6 separate regions of the Mus musculus genome follow, and all the other regions are linked to region 3. The links are chromatin contacts, called in public promoter capture Hi-C maps. All regions are on one chromosome and are shown on one strand. The core of a region is the stretch at or near the end of the contact, and the rest is flanking DNA. Distances in the headings are between cores, read along the strand shown.

Region 1 (2,700 bases), core at 28-2,527, 1.7 Mb after region 3:
TTAATGGTAGCGGAGCCATTGAGCTACAGTGGAAGACACGGGGGGGGGGGGGGGGGGGAGGCATAGAACACCAAGAAGTCACAGAGCACAGTTTATAAGAACCCTCCCCACTTTCCTTAGTACCTGACCATCAAGTGGTGAAAAAATTTAAGAACTAGAGGAAGACGTGAGTATTTTCCAAGAGTTCCCCAAGCTTCAGGGTCAGTGTGTGGAAAGGCACAAATAAGAGTTTGTTGGTTGAATACTGCTCAGAGCTTTCTGTATATTATCTCATTTAAGCCTTCAACATTCAGCCCACAGAATAGTTAATTCTCCACTGTGCTGAGCTGGAAACAGGCTCAGAGGGTGATGACTGCAGTTGACCCAGTGTGTACCTGTCCTGCAGCCTGTTCTGCAGTGCACTCTCCCTAAGCTGACCTCGGGACCTTTGCACGAGGCTCAGGTTCCTGAACTGGCAGGCCCACCTGGATAATCACAATGTCGTTCAGCAGTTGTGATGGGTCAAAGCCATTCTCGAAGATCCGCTGCACAGAGAAGGTCTGTCGAGTGCGCTCCTGTCGCCGCAGGTCATGGGCTCCCAGCACTACCTGCACTGACCGGAAATTTCTAAGGGCAATGGAGAGGGAAGGAGAATTATTGGGAATGCCCACCTGACCTCTTGACCCCAGTCTGACCCGCATGGACATTGAGGGCTAAGAGGGGAAGGAAGGGGACTCACAGGCCGTTCACACAGTGGGCTGCTGACATGACGAAGTTCCTGGCAATGAGGGTGGCACCACAGAAATGACCTCCACGCCTCTGCAGGGATGCCATGAAGGGCCAAGCATGGGGCCGGGCCGGCCGGCCACCAACAATCTCTGAGGCCAGTGCTGGGCCTGAGAACACACAAAGAAGAGTGAGCCCTGAGCTGCTGGGGCCCTCAGTGAGAACTCACAAGGCTGGCTAGGGAAACTGAGGCAGAGAAAAGACAAGGGACCTAGCCCAGGTTGCCCTTAGACTTGAGACCCAGTGCCTTCACAGTAACCACCCTCAGGCTTAGAACCCCAGTTTCCTTAGAAACCCAGTTTCCTGATCGTGGCTTTGCCATTATAAACCTTCACATCTTTTCCTGGGGTCCTGGCAGATGTGCAAGTAGATGAAAGAGATGGACCAGAGGTCAGAAGGGTGGACATGTGTCTGTTTGCACTCACCACCCAGGAACAATGCCAGTAGCATGGCAGCCAGAGTCCGGCTGGATAGTCTGCCAAGGGCCATGGTGGGCTGTGTTCTCGCGGCTCCCCACATCCCTACCTAACAGCCATACTTATAGCTGGAACCAGAGGCCGTTGTATTGCCCCATCCTGGCCACAGCCCTACTTCCTCCCTGGGACACGACAGTGGGGGTGTCATGGAGAGATGTGTGCCCCTCAGGGTCTCCATGTCAGCATCATCCATGCTGCTGAATACCAATGAAAACTCAGCAGACATCCATCTTCTTTTTTTTTTTTTTTTTGGTTTTTTTCTTTTTGGTTTTTCGAGACAGGGTTTCTCTGTATAGCCCTGGCTGCCCTGAAACTCACTTTGTAGATCAGGCTGGCCTCGAACTCAGAAATCCACCTGCCTCTGCCTCCTTCTTTTCTTTTTTTTAAAAATGGGATCTCAAAAAAAAAAAAAAAAAAAAAAAAAAAGAGCCGGGCTTGGTAGCGCACACCTTTAATCCCAGCACTCGGGAGGCAGAGGCAGGCAGATTTCTGAGTTCGAGGCCAGCCTGGTCTACAAAGTGAGTTCCAGGCCAAGGCTATACAGAGAAACCCTGTCTTGAAAAACAAAAACAAAAAAACAAAAAAAAAACAAAAAACAAAAAAAACTTAGGGCCAGGTAGTGGTGGCATGTACCTTTAAAATCAGTACCAGCGAGGCAGAGGCAGAGGCAGGTGGAGCTCTGTGAGTTTGAGGCCAGCCTGGTCTACAGATCTAGTTCCAGGATAACCAGGGCTAGACAAAGAAACCCTATCTCAAAATTAAATAAGTAAATAAATATATAAACAAACAAACAAAATCTCACGTAGCCCAGGCTAGTCTCAAACCCTTAATCCCCCTGCTTCCACCTCGTGAGTGCTGGGATGATGGTGAGCACCTCCGTGCCCACTTGGTGCCCTAATCTACAACTTATATCTGAAGGCCAATCTCTCTGCCTCAGTTTACCTCAGGTATAGTAATAACAGCAACACATACCTATAAAAGAGTTTCTGTGTGTGTGCATGTGTGTGTGAATATATGTGTGCATGAGTGTGTGTGTAGCCAGACTTGCCTGGAACTCACAGAGATCCACCTGCCTCTGCCTCCTCAGTGCTGGGACTAAGGGTGTGAACATCTATTCCCAGGACAGTGGGTCTTTTTAACCTGGGGTTCAGGACTAGACAGCACATGGCAGCCAGCTCAGCCCCTAATTTATGGCTTGCTCCTCATGACACACGGTCCTGCCTGACCTTATCCAAGCCTGGCACCCATGAGAAGGAAGTGCTGTCCTCAGCAGTTGCCTGAGTGTGGTTGCTGTGTGAGACTGAGTAACTGCTAGATCCTTGGACTTCCATTCACAGCTGCGACTGAACCATTGTTGGGAATTGGGCTGCCGACTGTAAGTCATCAATAAATTCCTTTACTATCTAGAGACTATCCATAAGTTCTGTGACTCTAGAGAACCCTGACTAATACAGAAGTT
Region 2 (2,700 bases), core at 15-2,514, 1.8 Mb after region 3:
GTCAGCCTTCTTGGCCAGGGAAGGATGTGACAGCTCCCACCCATCGGAGGGTGTGGCGGGTCACGGGTTAATCCCAAGAGGAAAGTTGTCTTGCACAAAACACACCCAGAGAGGGAAGGGCAGGGGGAGCGGTCACCAGCCAAGTCGGGCTGGCCAGACTGCTCTGTCCCAGCCCTGGCTTCGGTAAGGACAGGCTCCCTGTGTGGGATGCCCCAAGACACCAAGCAGGCAGATTTGTGACCTAGAAGATGTTTTCCTACCACCAGGCTTGTCAAGCACCCCTAGACCACCTATCTTTCCCACCTGTGGGAGTAAGGGGCTTGGGGGACACCCTCACGTTGCCCAGAGCGGGCTGCATGCCTGAACGGGCCCCGGTGCGTATGAAATCTTCCACTGCCCATCGCTTCGCAAACCCACACAAACAGACCCCAGCTCACTCAGACTAGGTTTGGGGACTGGGTTCCACCATCATTTTCAACCTCAGTCAGCCACTCCTTTGAGTCACACCATCTGGTCCCCGCTTTTTCTGGGAAGGGGGAGGGGATACTCTTAGAGGGAAAGGGGGAAATCTGATTAAAGCTTCTGTCAGGGAACCGCCCGCCTAGCTCTCCACAGAAATCTACCTCTCCAGCCAGTGGCAACTCAGGACATCTAAGGGGTCGGAATTGGTTTGGCCAAGAGGCTGCGGACCCAGAAGAGGCCACGAGGAGGGCAGAGCGCAGGAAGGACCGACAGAAGCGCCAGGAGCAGCAAGCCGAAGCTGGGGGAGGGGAAGCGGGGAGCACCCAGCCTCTTGAGTAAGGGTCCCATTACTTCCGAAGTCCCGCAGCCTCTTGGGGGGGGGGCGCCCACCCACAGGTGGCCCAGCTTGGATAAAGGGTCTTGCGCGCGCGTGGGCCTCTCTCCTTTGCATCCTGCAAGAGATGTGTGGTGCAACCCAGGTGCCCCCCCCTCCAGCTTGATTGGGGACCAGGCCTGGAGTGCGCGGCCCAGCTCGATCCTTCCCTTTTGCAGCTGGGCACGGTCTCCCCGCGTCGCCTCTAGGTTCCCCGTTGGGGGCCTGGGGCGTCAGAGCGCGCGCGGCCGGGTACTCACTCCATCTCCCGCGAGGTCCGTGGGCGGTGCAGCGCGGGGCAGGGCCGACTCTAGGGCCTGGCGGCCGGGGCTGTGCGGCGCGGGGGCGGCACCGGGGCGGGCATCGTCCCCAGCGCGCCGGGTATTGTCCGGGCGCGGCCGGGTGGGCTCGTGTGCGCGCCGCCTCTGCGCGTTCCCTGTATCCCTCGCGCCCGCGCGCGCCTCCTGCTGGCCGCAGACGCTCCGCACCGCGCAGCTGCACCCCAAAACGTCGCAGAGATCCCGGACCCAGTCACCCTGAGTTCTCCATGGAATGAAAGGAGTCCTGATATAGTTTAGGGCCCCAAGTCGGACCCCCGACCCGCGAGAGAGCCACAGCAGCAGCTCTTGAGGGGGTTCAGTTCCTGCACGAGGCCCAGCCTGGGCCAATGGCTGGATATGGTTTACTGAACTCAGGAGTTTAGTCAGCCCTGTGATGCTGCCAGACTGAGCAAAGGGGTATTGGGTGAACTTAGACTTTGTTCCCAGGGCACTGGAGAGCCACAGTAAGAAAGACATAGGGCCTGTCTCCCTCAGAGAGTGCACCATGTGACTTTCTGCCTGGACTGCAGCTCCTTGGCCTTAGACACTCACTGGGCCTTGGGGCAGCGCAGGGAGAGTGAGTCACAAAATTCGCTTCTCTGATAGAGTCGTTGTCCTTTGGTTTGGTTTTGGAGACTGTATGCTCACTTTGTGTGCACGTGGAGGTCCCAGGACATCTTCCACTGCCTTCCTGCCAAGCCACCCACTTTCCCTTGGACTTCTTTTGAAATTATGTAGACTAATATGTAGACTAGGCTGTCCTGAAAGTACCCACTGCCTTAGCCAGGCCTGCACCACCACACCTATCTTCCCTGGGTTTGGATCTGGGCTCACCGGTATAGTGGTGTGTGATTCTGTGTCTGTTTCTCAGCCTTTTCACCTCTCTGCCCATCCCACCTCCTCAGATGCTAGAGGGCTAACGGTGTCGTCTCACCTGGACACACTGAGGGTCAGGCGAACTTTTCAGATAAAAGGCCAGATAGTAAACACTGCCAGCATTGTTGGCCAGGTGGTTTGTGTTGCAAGGACAGTACACTTATCATGAACACCAGAGGAGCTGGAGGAGATCTGTGAAGTGGTTCTGTGTCAATAAAACTTTATCAACATTGATGGGCTCTATGCTGTGTGTCAATAAAACTTTACTGACAAAGACAGGCTGAATGCTATATTTTGCTGAGCCTGCATTATTAGATGCTCAGACTGACAGCTGGTATCTTCCATGTTCCTGGACCACTGTCTTTTCAGTCAAAAGAGAATGACTGAGTTCTTACTGTATGCTCTGGGGATTCAGGACACTATCTTTGTCTCCTAAGCAAGTGAGTTAAGATTTAGGGCTGGTGAGATGGCTCAGTGGGTAAGAGCACCCGACTGCTCTTCTGAAGGTCAGGAGTTCAAATCCCAGCAACCACATGGTGGCTTACAACCATCCGAAACAAGATCTGACTCCCTCTTCTGGAGTGTCTGAGGACAGCTACAGTGTACTTACATATAATAAATAAATAAATCTTTAAAAAAAAAAAAAGATTTGAAGTGCTGGGCTGGAGC
Region 3 (2,700 bases), core at 25-2,524:
TTTTGTAGGCACCAGCCCCTTGTGGGCGATCAACGAGGCCACTCTGGCCACATCGTTGTTCTCCACTGCCTGGAGCAGTCGCTGGTCACTTTTGCCCCAGTCTTGGCCCTGCGGTGGCACACCCAGAGGTGCGAGGGACTGAGTGGGTCGATGTCCTTTCCCCACCAAGGAACAGGGGCAGTTGCTCCGGGCTCTCCCCACCCACCCCTGAGCACTTGCCTGGCGCCTGCCTCTGGCTGCGGGTTTTGGGATAGGGCACCGGCCACAGGGTGGGCAGGAGCTGAGGTCGGTGGGGCTGAGCCGGAGCTGTGGGATAGGTGGTCCTGGGCTGGGGGCCTCAGACAGTGTCTCTGAAACCTGCACCCCCCAGCGTGTGATCCAGGCCCACCACCAGGGCAGCTTCCAGATATCAATCCTCCTCAAACCACCTGTGTGTGCCTTAATCCAAAGCCAGTTTTGAAAGACAGGGTACAACTTTTTTTTTTTTTTTTTTTTTTTTTAAATAGCATGTCTCTTATGTAGACCAGGGTAGCCTGAAAGTCACAGAAATCTCCCAAAGTGCGAGGATTTCAATGATCCAGCTTTGTTTTTGTTTTTTGAGTCAGGGCCTCAAGTAGCCTAGGCTGCTGTCAAACTCCCTGGGAGTCAGGATGACCTTGAATTCCTGAACTTCCTGCCTCCCAGTCCTCGAGGCTGGGGTGACAGGTGTGGAACATCACACCTGGTTTATGTAGTGCTGGGCATGGAAGCCAGGGCTTGGTGGTGCCAAGCTCCTCGTTCACAATTATTTTACTGTCTTAGTTTTTTTGAGACTGGGTGTAACTAAAATTAAAGATCCCCTGCCTTAGCCTCCGAATGCTGGGATGACTGGCCTTTTCCAAACTATCCTCCAGCGCCCAGAACCTCGCTCCGTCCTTCACAGCTGCTCAGCCAAGACCATCGCCCCCAGGTAGCATCAAGGCCTGGCCAGCAGAACTGCAGCCGCTAATGTTTTTAAACTCACTGCCCAGGAACATGGACAGTTCCTGAGTCACTCACTGTCCACAGTGTCCTCCAAGACCTGCATCCCGCAACGGCCTGCTGACCCCACGCCTGCACAGACACGCCTGCCCTCAACACCGCCCTCCACTTCCCGCCCAGGCTCTACAGGCGCCCCGCCCTCTGCCGAACTTCTTTCTAGGAAAGAGGGGAAGGCGCAGAGGGACCCAAACGCCTACCGCGAAGGAGGCAGCAGCACACAGGCACAGCTGCTTCATGGCGAACCGCAGGAGGGCGGGGCCAGATCAGACCACGCCTACCTCCTCAGACACGGGGCTCTGCCCTCCTCCTGTGGCACACCTCTTCTCCAGACTCAGCACCCTTCCTCACCAGGCTCAGGCACAGAGCCCGCCCAGCTTCCCCCTAGATTTCAGGCCCCTCCCACCTCTTCCACGAAAGCTCAGGGCCCGCTCACATCCGTTCTAAGTTCCAGGTTACTCCCATTTTCCCCAGGCCCGCTCGCCCGCTGCTATATAGTGCTCTCTTCCCCACCACCCCACTCCTGCACCGACACGCTCCATCCCGCTGAAAAGGCTCCGCCCCGCAACTCCATGATGGTCCCTATCGGGTGTCAGCCCGCTAACTCCTCACCTCCAGCTCACCTTACTTACAATGATGGACATCATTCATTCAGCCATCACCTTCCAGTCTTCATTCATTCATACATTTATGCCTATCTTTTCATTCATTCATTCGTTCATCCATCGTTTCACACATTCACTCTCTCCAACAGTCATTATTCGCACTTTGCTAATGTTTTCATTCACCCATTCGCTCATTAATTTCCTCACCACCCATTTACTAACGTCTTTTCATGGGCAAATGCATTGGCTTACTCATCCCTTCATTCACGCACACATCCTCTCACCCATTCACTCCTCCAACCTACCTGTCCACCCATCTACTCTTTCATTATTTACTTCGCTCCAGTAGCTCTCAAGTCTCACTCCAAACTTGAATCCCAGGTCTGCCTCGCCATTATCCACCTATGGGACTGACCTAGACCTCACCTGTTGGAGCCTCCGCCCTCCTCATATGTGCAATGGGGTTTCACATAGACTTTCCAGACACAGCTCCGGAGGGCCGTGCAGAGGCTGAGCAGAACGCACCGCCCTGCACAACAGGCCTGGTACACCATGAGTACACAATAAGAACTGCATTTCATTCTTCAGGCACATGCATCTGGACCTGTGCACAGCTTCCAGGCTGGGTCAGAGGAATCTTTAGATCAACTGGAAGTGGGGGTTGCAACCCCCGTTTCTGGCTCTAAGGTGTGTGGGCACTTGTCTGCCTTGCCTGAAATTAGAGCCCTCTATGCAGGACCCACAAAATATCCCTGGGCCACAGCCTGAGACTCTTCTGTTCTACATTTATCAAGTGACTGCGGAATGACTTTCTAGCTCTCTGGCTTCTGTGCATGTAAGTTGGCACTGTAGAAGCTGTCTTGGAGACGGAGCAGCAGGCAGGGACACACGACAGGAGCTGTGGGATGAGAATCCCAGAGAGGCAGAACTTGGGGAGAAGTGAGTCGTTCATGAAATTGCCTTGCACAGGTGGAGATATGGTCTCCCTAATAAACAATAAGCAACTCCTGCCTCTGTGTCCCATAACACTCTAGATACTGGTGTGTCCCTCTCTGCAGAGAGTCCTAGAATATGTGTA
Region 4 (2,700 bases), core at 131-2,630, 1.2 Mb before region 3:
AGTTAACTTGCCTTATATTTCCACCACGCCCGGCATAAAGTATTTTTTTAAAAACCCAAAAAACAGCCGGGCGTGGTGTCATACGCCTTTAATCCCGGCACTCGGGAGGCAGAGGCAGGCAGATTTCTGAGTTCGAGGCCAGCCTGGTCTACAGAGTGAGTTCCAGGACAGCCACAGCTACACAGAGAAACCCTGTCTCGAAAAACCAAAATAAATAAATACCCCCCCCAAAAAAACAAACAAAAACTAGTTAAGAGGGCTAGAGAGATGGCTCGGTGGTTAAGAGCACTGACTGCTTTTCCAGAGGTTCTGTGTTCAATTCCCAGTAACTACATAGTGGTTTACAACCATCTGTAATGGGATCTGATGCCCTCTTCTGGTGTATCTGAAGACAGCTACAGTGTACTCATATACATAAAATAAATAAATCTTAAAAAACAACAAAAAGCAAACAAACAAACAAAAAAAAAAAACCACCTAGTAAGAGTAGGTGCCTCACAGAAATCGATTTAGAACACATCTCCAACTCCCTCGTGATAAGTGAGAAGAAACTGAAGCGATGGCCACAGGAGCTATCCACCCTTCACGCGGGTACTGTCCTATCCCTCCGAAGACCTCCCCTTCCCCATCATAAGCGCTCTTCTAGGTCCTCTGCCTTCCTGTCCTTCCCTGGGGCTCCCTGACCTGGAATGCAGGGAAGGACCCTGCGCCAGACACCCTACCAACCTTCCCTCATCAGCTATGCATCCCACGTGGGGCGAGCCCCTATCTCACCATCTCGGCAGAAGCCAGGGTTCAGTGTTTTATTTCCCTTTGGGACCTATAAAGGATGTGGGGGAGGCCGTGTAACCAATGATCACAGCCAGAGACCTACAGCCCAATGGCATCGGCTTGGGTCCCAGCTCTGCCACTCTGGCCTGGGTAACTTGGGGAGTAACTTGGCTTATATTTCTACCTGTTTATAAAGTATCTTTTTAAACCCCCAAAAAACAGCCAGGCGTGGTGGCGCACGCCTTTAATCCCAGCACTCGGGAGGCAGAGGCAGGCAGATTTCTGAGTGAGCAAGTTTCCTAACTTCTTGGAGCGTCGGTTTCTTCACCTGTAAAATGGGGGTTACTTGAAACCATCGCGGGAGATGCTTACACGGGTCTGGGGCGGCGAGAGGTCGGGCGGGCGAGCTTGTGGAGCCACCAACGCCCTTGAGAACCTGCGGCTGAGGCAGGGCGGCCCGTTGGCGACCTGTGCCCCTCTCCGCTCCGGCCCAGCAGCCGACTCCTCGGAAGCTCCGGGAGGGCAGTGCCGGGCTGCTCGAGAGCAAGGAGGAGCGCGCTGCCGGGGCAGCGTGGACAGGCGCTGCTCGGCCGTACCTGACACACCCTCGCCGCTCCTGCCCTCCGCGCCTCCGGTCCCCCTCCTCCTTGCTCTCGAGCAGCCCGGCACGCGAGGGGGGTGGGGGGCGGTCCACGCGCGCGGGAGGAGGAGGAGGATGGCGAGCGGAGGGCGCGCGCCCCCTGCCGGCCAGGGAAGAGATAAGCGATGGGCCGCGCCAACAGAGCTAGCCTGAAGAGGGAGAGGAGGAGAGTATTGGGATGGAGATGGGAGTGAGGGTGGGGTGGGGGTGGGGGGGGTGAGGATGAGGATGGGAGTGGGCGAGGATGGGGATGGGTGTGGGAGAGGATGGGGGTTGGGAGCAGCTTGCTTTTCCGTGGATCTCATACACTTGTTTGTTTTCTTTGACTTTTTAAAAATGTGTAGGTAGCCCACAGGTGTCATGGTTAATGTCGAGGTCATATGGAGGTCAGAGGACAACTCAAGCCAGCCGGTAGTGGCACATCCAGGCCTTTAATCCCAGTACTAGAGGGAGGCAGAGGCAGGTGGGTCTCTGTAAATTCAAGCCAGCCTGGTCTACAGAGAGAAACCCTGTCTTGTAAAAACAAAACAGAAAACTCAGGGATCAGTTTTCTCCTTCCATCATGTGGGTCCTGGGGATCAAACTAAAACTCATCTCCTGAGGTTTGATGGCAAGCACCTTTATACTGAGCCGTGCCTCTGGATGCTTTTTACTAATATGTTTGTGGTTTTTGAGGTAGGGTCTTGTGTCTAACCAGGGCTCACCTGGAAACTTGCTAAACTGTTTGGTAACCGAGTTTTGCTTTAGTTCTTTAGTTTGGTTCTAAAGAACTTGGGACCACTCTGCTCCCACAGCCTTATCTGGCAATGGGTAGTGGGGTAATTTGCCATCCTGCCATGCTGCTTTTGAAAAATAAGCTGCCTTTTTTTTTAAGGTTTTATTTATTGAGACAGAGTTTATGTAGTGCCCAGGCTGACCTTAAATTAAGGAGCCTCTGTTTTTTGCCCCGTGTGTGCTATATGACATACACACACACACACACACACACACACACACACACACACATATATATATATATGTATACATATATATATATACAGATAGGCATGCACTGCTATGTTTACTCTTGATTTTATTCTTCCTTCCCCTGTGTGTGTATGTATGTGTGTGTGGGGTTACACATGTGTGCCTGAACACATGGGCAGATAGCATCTCGAACCTGTAAGAGTTTTCCTTGCATTGCTGAAACCCACCTACGTATCTAGTAAGGTCTTGATTTATGATTATCTAATCATAACCATGAGACTACAAAAATTCACATAGCAGCTTTTGCACTGGACCACGTTATT
Region 5 (2,700 bases), core at 105-2,604, 1.1 Mb before region 3:
CATACATTAGGGACCAGAGGAAAGGGTTCGAAAATAATGACCAGAGAGATTTCAGTTAATATGAGAAGTAGGTCCTATGAAAACAGTTACTATTTCAGTCTTGAAACTCATGCCAATCATCCACTTATCCAATAGTAGAATAATTCAATGCCAGGCATCCTCTTGAGTAGATGAGAGGTACAGATGAGGTGATCTTGGGAGTGAACTGAACTGAACAGGCATCAGCCTACAGTCCTGTTTGTGGTACTGCCTTGGGACCTGTCTGAGGGACCACTCTACCACATCTGATACCCTCATGAGTGGGCAATGTGACTCCCAGAAGGCATGGTTATCAAATGAAAATCCCAGGCATGTGATAACACCCTATGAGTCAATGGTTATGGGAGGCCAGAGTCTCCCCAAACGATACGAACTATGACAACTGCATTGAGTGCTAAGCGCTAATCTGGACTCTATATCAACTCTTCGTCTCTATGTGAGGCTCAAGGAATATCACAGAAGAGAAGGCTGAAAGAATTTAAAACTTGGAAAATTGTGGCCGTGGTTAAGAGCACTTGCTGCTCTTTCAGAGGACCCAAATTTGGCTGGAATCTGAAATGTGGAGCAAAATTTAGCTTACCTAACACACTGAGAGAACAAAATGAAGCAGAAGGTATGAATCTGTTTTTATCAATGTTCAAAGTTCCATGTGATTGGAAGGAAGTGACTGCTTGTGATGGAGGCAGCCATCGAGGAGTTCCTTATGAAAGTTAGAGAGAAGCCATTGTGGAATATGTTCCATGATCCTGGGCAAAGCTCTGGTACCATTCCTACATTTCTGGGGATCAACTGCAAAACCACAGAACAGCAGTGTTGCCACCAAGTCTGCCCCCTGACTGATGCCTCTCCCCTCCAGAGGGAATACACCCCACCTGGAAGCTTCTGTCTTTATCACAGCCTCAATAAAAGACGATGGTTGTCTGAGACATGATTTGCCATGGTAACATTTCAACACACAGGAGATTTCAAAGATTCTCAGCAAGAACCTGGCTGAAATTAGAAATTTACACTAGACGCACGACGGTATAAATTCACTTTCCAAACATTTGTTCTTCCCTAGGTTTGCAGCTTTTACTCCAGAACAGCCCTGTTTTGCTGAGAGTTTCACACGCAGACTGCAAGAGAAAGCCGAGAGAGGAAGTCTGCCCCAGCCAGCCAACCTGCCCTGCCTTCAGGACGAGCACATCTGGAAGCGTTTCAGGAGCAGCCTCTGCCTGCACAAGGCTTGGGTTCCCAGAGGCTGCAGGAGTGGAAGAAACCCGAGCCATTCAGGCAACGCAAGCGCAAGCGGAGGTGGGTGTGGACGGCTGAGGCACACTCAGGGCTCGCAAGCCATTTGGGATTTCCAATGGGATCTGGGAAGCAGCTGAAGCAACAGGCAGCTTAGTGGTCCCGCGAGGCCAGCCGCAGTTTGAATGCTCAGCTCTGCAGCGGTTCTGGACCAAGTTGCCCAAAGCCTACCCTCACATCCATCAGGTAAATACAGCAATTACAAGCAAGATAATCTTTCCATTTCACCCTTTCTGTCTACACCACTTGTTTATTTTGCTGTGAACTCAGAGAAGTAACTCGGAGGAGGCAGACTGCCCCCTTCACAGCCTCAGCCTCCAGAAGCCCCCTAGTTTGTAATGTAACATCGTAAAGAACCTTTCTATTGCAGCAAACCCAAGACGCTCACTGTATAAGCTTTTCACATCTTGCTATTTTTGCAGAGCAGAGGCTAGCCCTATTCTCCCATCTCTGCCCTAATGGTGATTTGTTTGTTCGTTTGCATTGGATTTTAAGTTGCATTGGGGATCAGGAGTTAGACATGACAGAGATCAGTGTTCGCATTTAATGTGAGTCTGTTTCTGAGCCAAAATGACATAACTGAGTTATGATTCATGTTTTTGGAATCTGTCCTGAGAAACTCTTCAGGGGCCTCCATACCCAATAAGAGAACTGGCAGTTAATTCTGTGGTTTTGTTGTGGTATGGGAGTCACAGTGTTTGATTTAGCATCCAAAGACGCAGGATGTTTGTCCTATGCAGCCTGCTGGCCAATAGGACGCTGGTGGGTTGGTTTTGCCTTTTTTTTTTTTTTTTTCTTCTCGAAATGTTTTGGTATTGCGCTTCTTCGAAATATCCTTTTGGTATTACATAATGGAATTCTAGTTCTCCCTCTGATACAGCCAACAACAGAGCTGTGCCCTACAGTAATGAAAGTGTGGGCTGTGTGCCACCTGGGAAGACTTTCATAAGCCTGATTCTGGTCATATCTCATCCATGTGCCTACATTTTCCTATCTGCAAAATGGAAATAAAGTGATACAATGTAACATGTGACACACAGATACAAAGTAAATGTGGCACATAGGGCCAGCTTCCCTGGCAATGCTGATAATGACAATGAAGGTCACAGAAGTGACACATGCTGAACTGGACAGGTCCCTGCCCCGGACATTCTGATGTTTTTGAGTGTTCCTCATCTCCCAACATGTTTTTTCCCCAGGACCCTGCTTTCTTCATCCTTCCACAATAATACCTAAACCCTCCATCTCTCTCTCTCTCTCTCTCTCTCTCTCTCTCTCTCTCTCTCTCTCTCTTTCTCACACACACACACACACACACACACACACACACACACACACACACATCTCCGCTCTTCATCCTCCTCTCTGAAA
Region 6 (2,700 bases), core at 133-2,632, 1.1 Mb before region 3:
AAACAAACAAACAAACAAAACCAAAACAAGAGAAGAAGGGAGAGGAAGAGGAGGGTGTCCTAGAATTTGGTAGATTCAGGTGGTGGTGCTCCTAACTCCTCTTGAAATAACCGAGAAAGACTCATTTGTTCTTGCTTCCTTATTTACCTGAGAAATATTTATTTATTCTAGACACAGCGGGATATCAATAAATAACATATTTCAATCTTTCTGTATACTTTATGCACATACTTATATGGAATATACACCCAAACACCTTTTTTTCTTTTTTTGAGATACAGTCCGATTATGTAGCCCAGGCTGGACGTGAACACACACACTAGGGAGCCCAAGATGGTCTGGAATTTCCAATCTTCCTGTTTGTGTCTCCCCAGTCATGGGTTTAAAAGGCATAAGCCACAACACCAGGGCCTTCTATAATTATTACTACTACAGTTTCTGTTTCTTCAGACAGGGTTTCTCTGTGTAGCCTTGGTGTACTGGAACTCACTCTGTAGACCAGGCTGGCCTTGAGATTTGCCTCCCTTGTCTTGGAATTAAAGGCGTGCACCTGCCTGACCCAGCCATACTATTATTTCTAAAGACAGGGTCTTAATGTATCTCTGGCTGACCTAGAACTTTCAGTCTTGCTTACTTATCCTTGTTAAGTCCTAGGACAATAATTTTCCATCTATCTGGGTGCAGGTATCCTGCAGTACTTTGCAGTGGCTGGCCATGCAGGACATTTTGGATCACCACCACAAGGGAGAATGGTAGCCAAGGGACATTTGATCCAGATTTCAGTGAGGCCGACAGGGAAGGCCTTAAATGCACAGAGGCCATGAGTTTTTGCAGCCCAGTGTTATCTGGTTGGGAAATGAGCACTTTAGGTAGTAAGCCAACTTGGTAGGGCAGACCTAACACCAGAACACAGCACCAGGGTACAGGGTGGAAGTCGGCTGGGACAGCCTACCTGTTAAACTTGGAGGAAGGGGATGGTGTGCTAAAATGAAAAACTAACATCTTTGTTCACTGTGACTTGAGAGGGAACGCTGTGTGCCTGAGGTGGCTTGGAGGGATACCTAGAAAACATTAGGTGCCTAAAGCATTCTGGAAAGTAGCTCAGGTGTAGATCCCCTCCGGGGCTGAACTCAGGCGGGCGAGACGCTGGTTAGTGGGGAAGGAGGAGCTGGAAGGAGAAAGAAGCCAGAGCAAGCCTTTCCGCGTGGAGCTCTGGATGAGAACGCCGGCCTCTCGGACGCCCTGAAGAGCGAACATCCAGAGCCCGCCCGCGCGCTTTTACGGACCGCGCGCCTTGCTCAGAGGCTCCGGGGCGGGGCCGGGGGCGGACCGGGGCGTGGCCTCGGGCGCGGGCGTCGCGGAGGGAGGGTGTCACGTAGAGGGAAGCGGCCCGCGGCGGAGGGAGGGGAGGCCGAGTCCTGGAAGTGGAGCTCCGCGCTGGGACTGGTTCCTTCGCAGCCATTTTCTGTCCAACCAAACAGCCGATTGGAGACGGGAGCCAACCAGGGCTGCATTGGAGGTTTGTGTCTCGCTTCGGCCAATGATCGCTCCTAAACCGACTCCACTTTAGCTCGAATGAAATGTCCGTCTCCTCCCGGCGCCGTCCCCGCCGCCAACGCCGCGGCGGTCGGGGGCACTCGCAGTCCGCAGTCTTCGGGCGGGCCGGGCCTCCGGGCGAGGCCGCTGTGCTTCGGGCCGGGCCGGGCCGGGCCGGGCGCGGGGCGGCGGGCGCTTTGTGCGCGGGGCCGCGAGCCGCGGTCGGGCTGGGCCGGGCGGCTGCGGGGCTCTCGCGGCGGCAGCCCCGGGCCGGCTCCATTTTGTCCGGGGAGCCGGCGGGCGGGGAACGCTGCGCCCCGGAGCGGCCGCTTTGTCTCCCGCATCCCGCCGGCGGCGGGCGTTGGGCACGGGCGGCGGGGGGATGCGCTCCGCGGGGCCGCCCGGGCACCTGCGAGCCGAGGCGGCGGGTCCCTGCGAGGAACGAGCGGCCTGGCGGGCCCCCGGCCCGCTCCGCGCCTACAGCATGCAGCCATCTGGCGCCTGGCTCGCCCCGGACTTGCCCCGAAGGTGGGAAGGGAGCCTTGGAGGTTGCACGGAGGTTTCAGTCACCCGTGCTGGGGGGGCGGGAGGGTCTGCGAGAACAAAGAATTTACGGAGCACCCGCAGATCCTTTCATGCCTAAAGTCTAGAAGAGGGCTGTTTGATGTAGACAAGGTTAGGTAGCAGACGACCTTTAAAAAAAATGGCATCCCGCTAATCTTCACAGACCCTAGTTTTTGTAGATGGTGCCACAAATCACCCGAGTGGCTTCAGCTCTCAGTAAGGAAACTAATCGGTAACAGAAAGTGATGGCTCAACTGGTCAGTAGTAGTGGCATTAATAAATAGGAGCTTTATGGATGAGATACTGAGAGTTTAACCAGAATTCCTTTAAAGGCAAATGATTCCTCCTCTGCACTGCTCTTTGTAGCTTAATTTAAGGATTCTATCGATGCAAAGCTGTGGTTGTCGATGCCAAAGAAAGGAGGTTGGAGGAAGGGAATCTGCTTTTCTTGGATACAGATTTGCATTTCTTCAAACACCAAGCAGATGTATGCATTCCCTTGAGCTATTACACAGATTATAACCTGCCCTGAAGAAAATGCTTTCCATATGAAGAGAGATATTCTTAATGGATTAAGTCTAAGTATATACTTAGCAACTA

The links. Promoter capture Hi-C pulls out the DNA fragments that hold promoters and counts their contacts.
Region 1: a promoter capture Hi-C map of liver shows a contact between it and region 3, with 4 times the contacts expected there. The contact joins the promoter of Elane here to the promoter of Ankrd24 in region 3. A contact is called at or near these places in 2 of 39 promoter capture datasets (cranial neural crest and liver).
Region 2: a promoter capture Hi-C map of hippocampal neurons shows a contact between it and region 3, with 9 times the contacts expected there. The contact joins the promoter of Palm here to the promoter of Ankrd24 in region 3. A contact is called at or near these places in 2 of 39 promoter capture datasets (hippocampal neurons and liver) and 1 of 9 other capture datasets (liver).
Region 4: a contact with region 3 is called in a promoter capture Hi-C map of pre-B cells, with 2.6 times the contacts expected there. The contact joins the promoter of 1700028I16Rik here to the promoter of Ankrd24 in region 3. A contact is called at or near these places in 6 of 39 promoter capture datasets (the C10 cell line, hippocampal neurons, liver and 1 more) and 1 of 115 datasets of contacts at active chromatin or transcription factors (embryonic stem cells).
Region 5: a contact with region 3 is called in a promoter capture Hi-C map of hippocampal neurons, with 4 times the contacts expected there. The contact joins the promoter of Glt8d2 here to the promoter of Ankrd24 in region 3. A contact is called at or near these places in 12 of 39 promoter capture datasets (the 3T3-L1 cell line, the C10 cell line, cranial neural crest and 8 more), 2 of 484 Hi-C or Micro-C datasets (B cells and bone marrow-derived macrophages) and 4 of 115 datasets of contacts at active chromatin or transcription factors (astrocytes, embryonic stem cells, pro-B cells and 1 more).
Region 6: a contact with region 3 is called in a promoter capture Hi-C map of liver, with 5 times the contacts expected there. The contact joins the promoter of Nfyb here to the promoter of Ankrd24 in region 3. A contact is called at or near these places in 8 of 39 promoter capture datasets (the 3T3-L1 cell line, the C10 cell line, cranial neural crest and 4 more), 2 of 484 Hi-C or Micro-C datasets (B cells and group 2 innate lymphoid cells), 4 of 115 datasets of contacts at active chromatin or transcription factors (astrocytes, embryonic stem cells and pancreatic cancer cells) and 3 of 9 other capture datasets (adipose tissue, embryonic stem cells and macrophages).

The regions. Positions count from the first base shown.
Region 1 is chr10:79,884,889-79,887,588 of GRCm38.p6, reverse strand. It overlaps Elane (elastase, neutrophil expressed), which reads right to left and starts at 1,277. Exons shown (of 5, transcript NM_015779.2): 1 at 1,191-1,277; 2 at 719-875; 3 at 465-606; 4 at 1-23. The coding sequence starts at 1,254.
Region 2 is chr10:79,792,136-79,794,835 of GRCm38.p6, reverse strand. Palm (paralemmin) reads right to left here and starts at 1,264. Exons shown (of 9, transcript NM_023128.4): 1 at 1,096-1,264. The coding sequence starts at 1,100. It also overlaps a transcript of Prss57 not described here.
Region 3 is chr10:81,632,273-81,634,972 of GRCm38.p6, reverse strand. It overlaps Ankrd24 (ankyrin repeat domain 24), which reads right to left and starts at 1,274. Exons shown (of 20, transcript NM_001374016.1): 1 at 1,218-1,274; 2 at 220-306; 3 at 1-108. The coding sequence starts at 1,256.
Region 4 is chr10:82,810,803-82,813,502 of GRCm38.p6, reverse strand. It overlaps 1700028I16Rik (RIKEN cDNA 1700028I16 gene), which reads right to left and starts at 1,380. Exons shown (of 3, transcript NR_038042.1): 1 at 1,144-1,380.
Region 5 is chr10:82,689,304-82,692,003 of GRCm38.p6, reverse strand. It overlaps Glt8d2 (glycosyltransferase 8 domain containing 2), which reads left to right and starts at 1,354. Exons shown (of 10, transcript NM_029102.3): 1 at 1,354-1,515.
Region 6 is chr10:82,762,823-82,765,522 of GRCm38.p6, reverse strand. It overlaps Nfyb (nuclear transcription factor-Y beta), which reads left to right and starts at 1,382. Exons shown (of 8, transcript NM_010914.2): 1 at 1,382-1,519. It also overlaps a transcript of Hcfc2 not described here.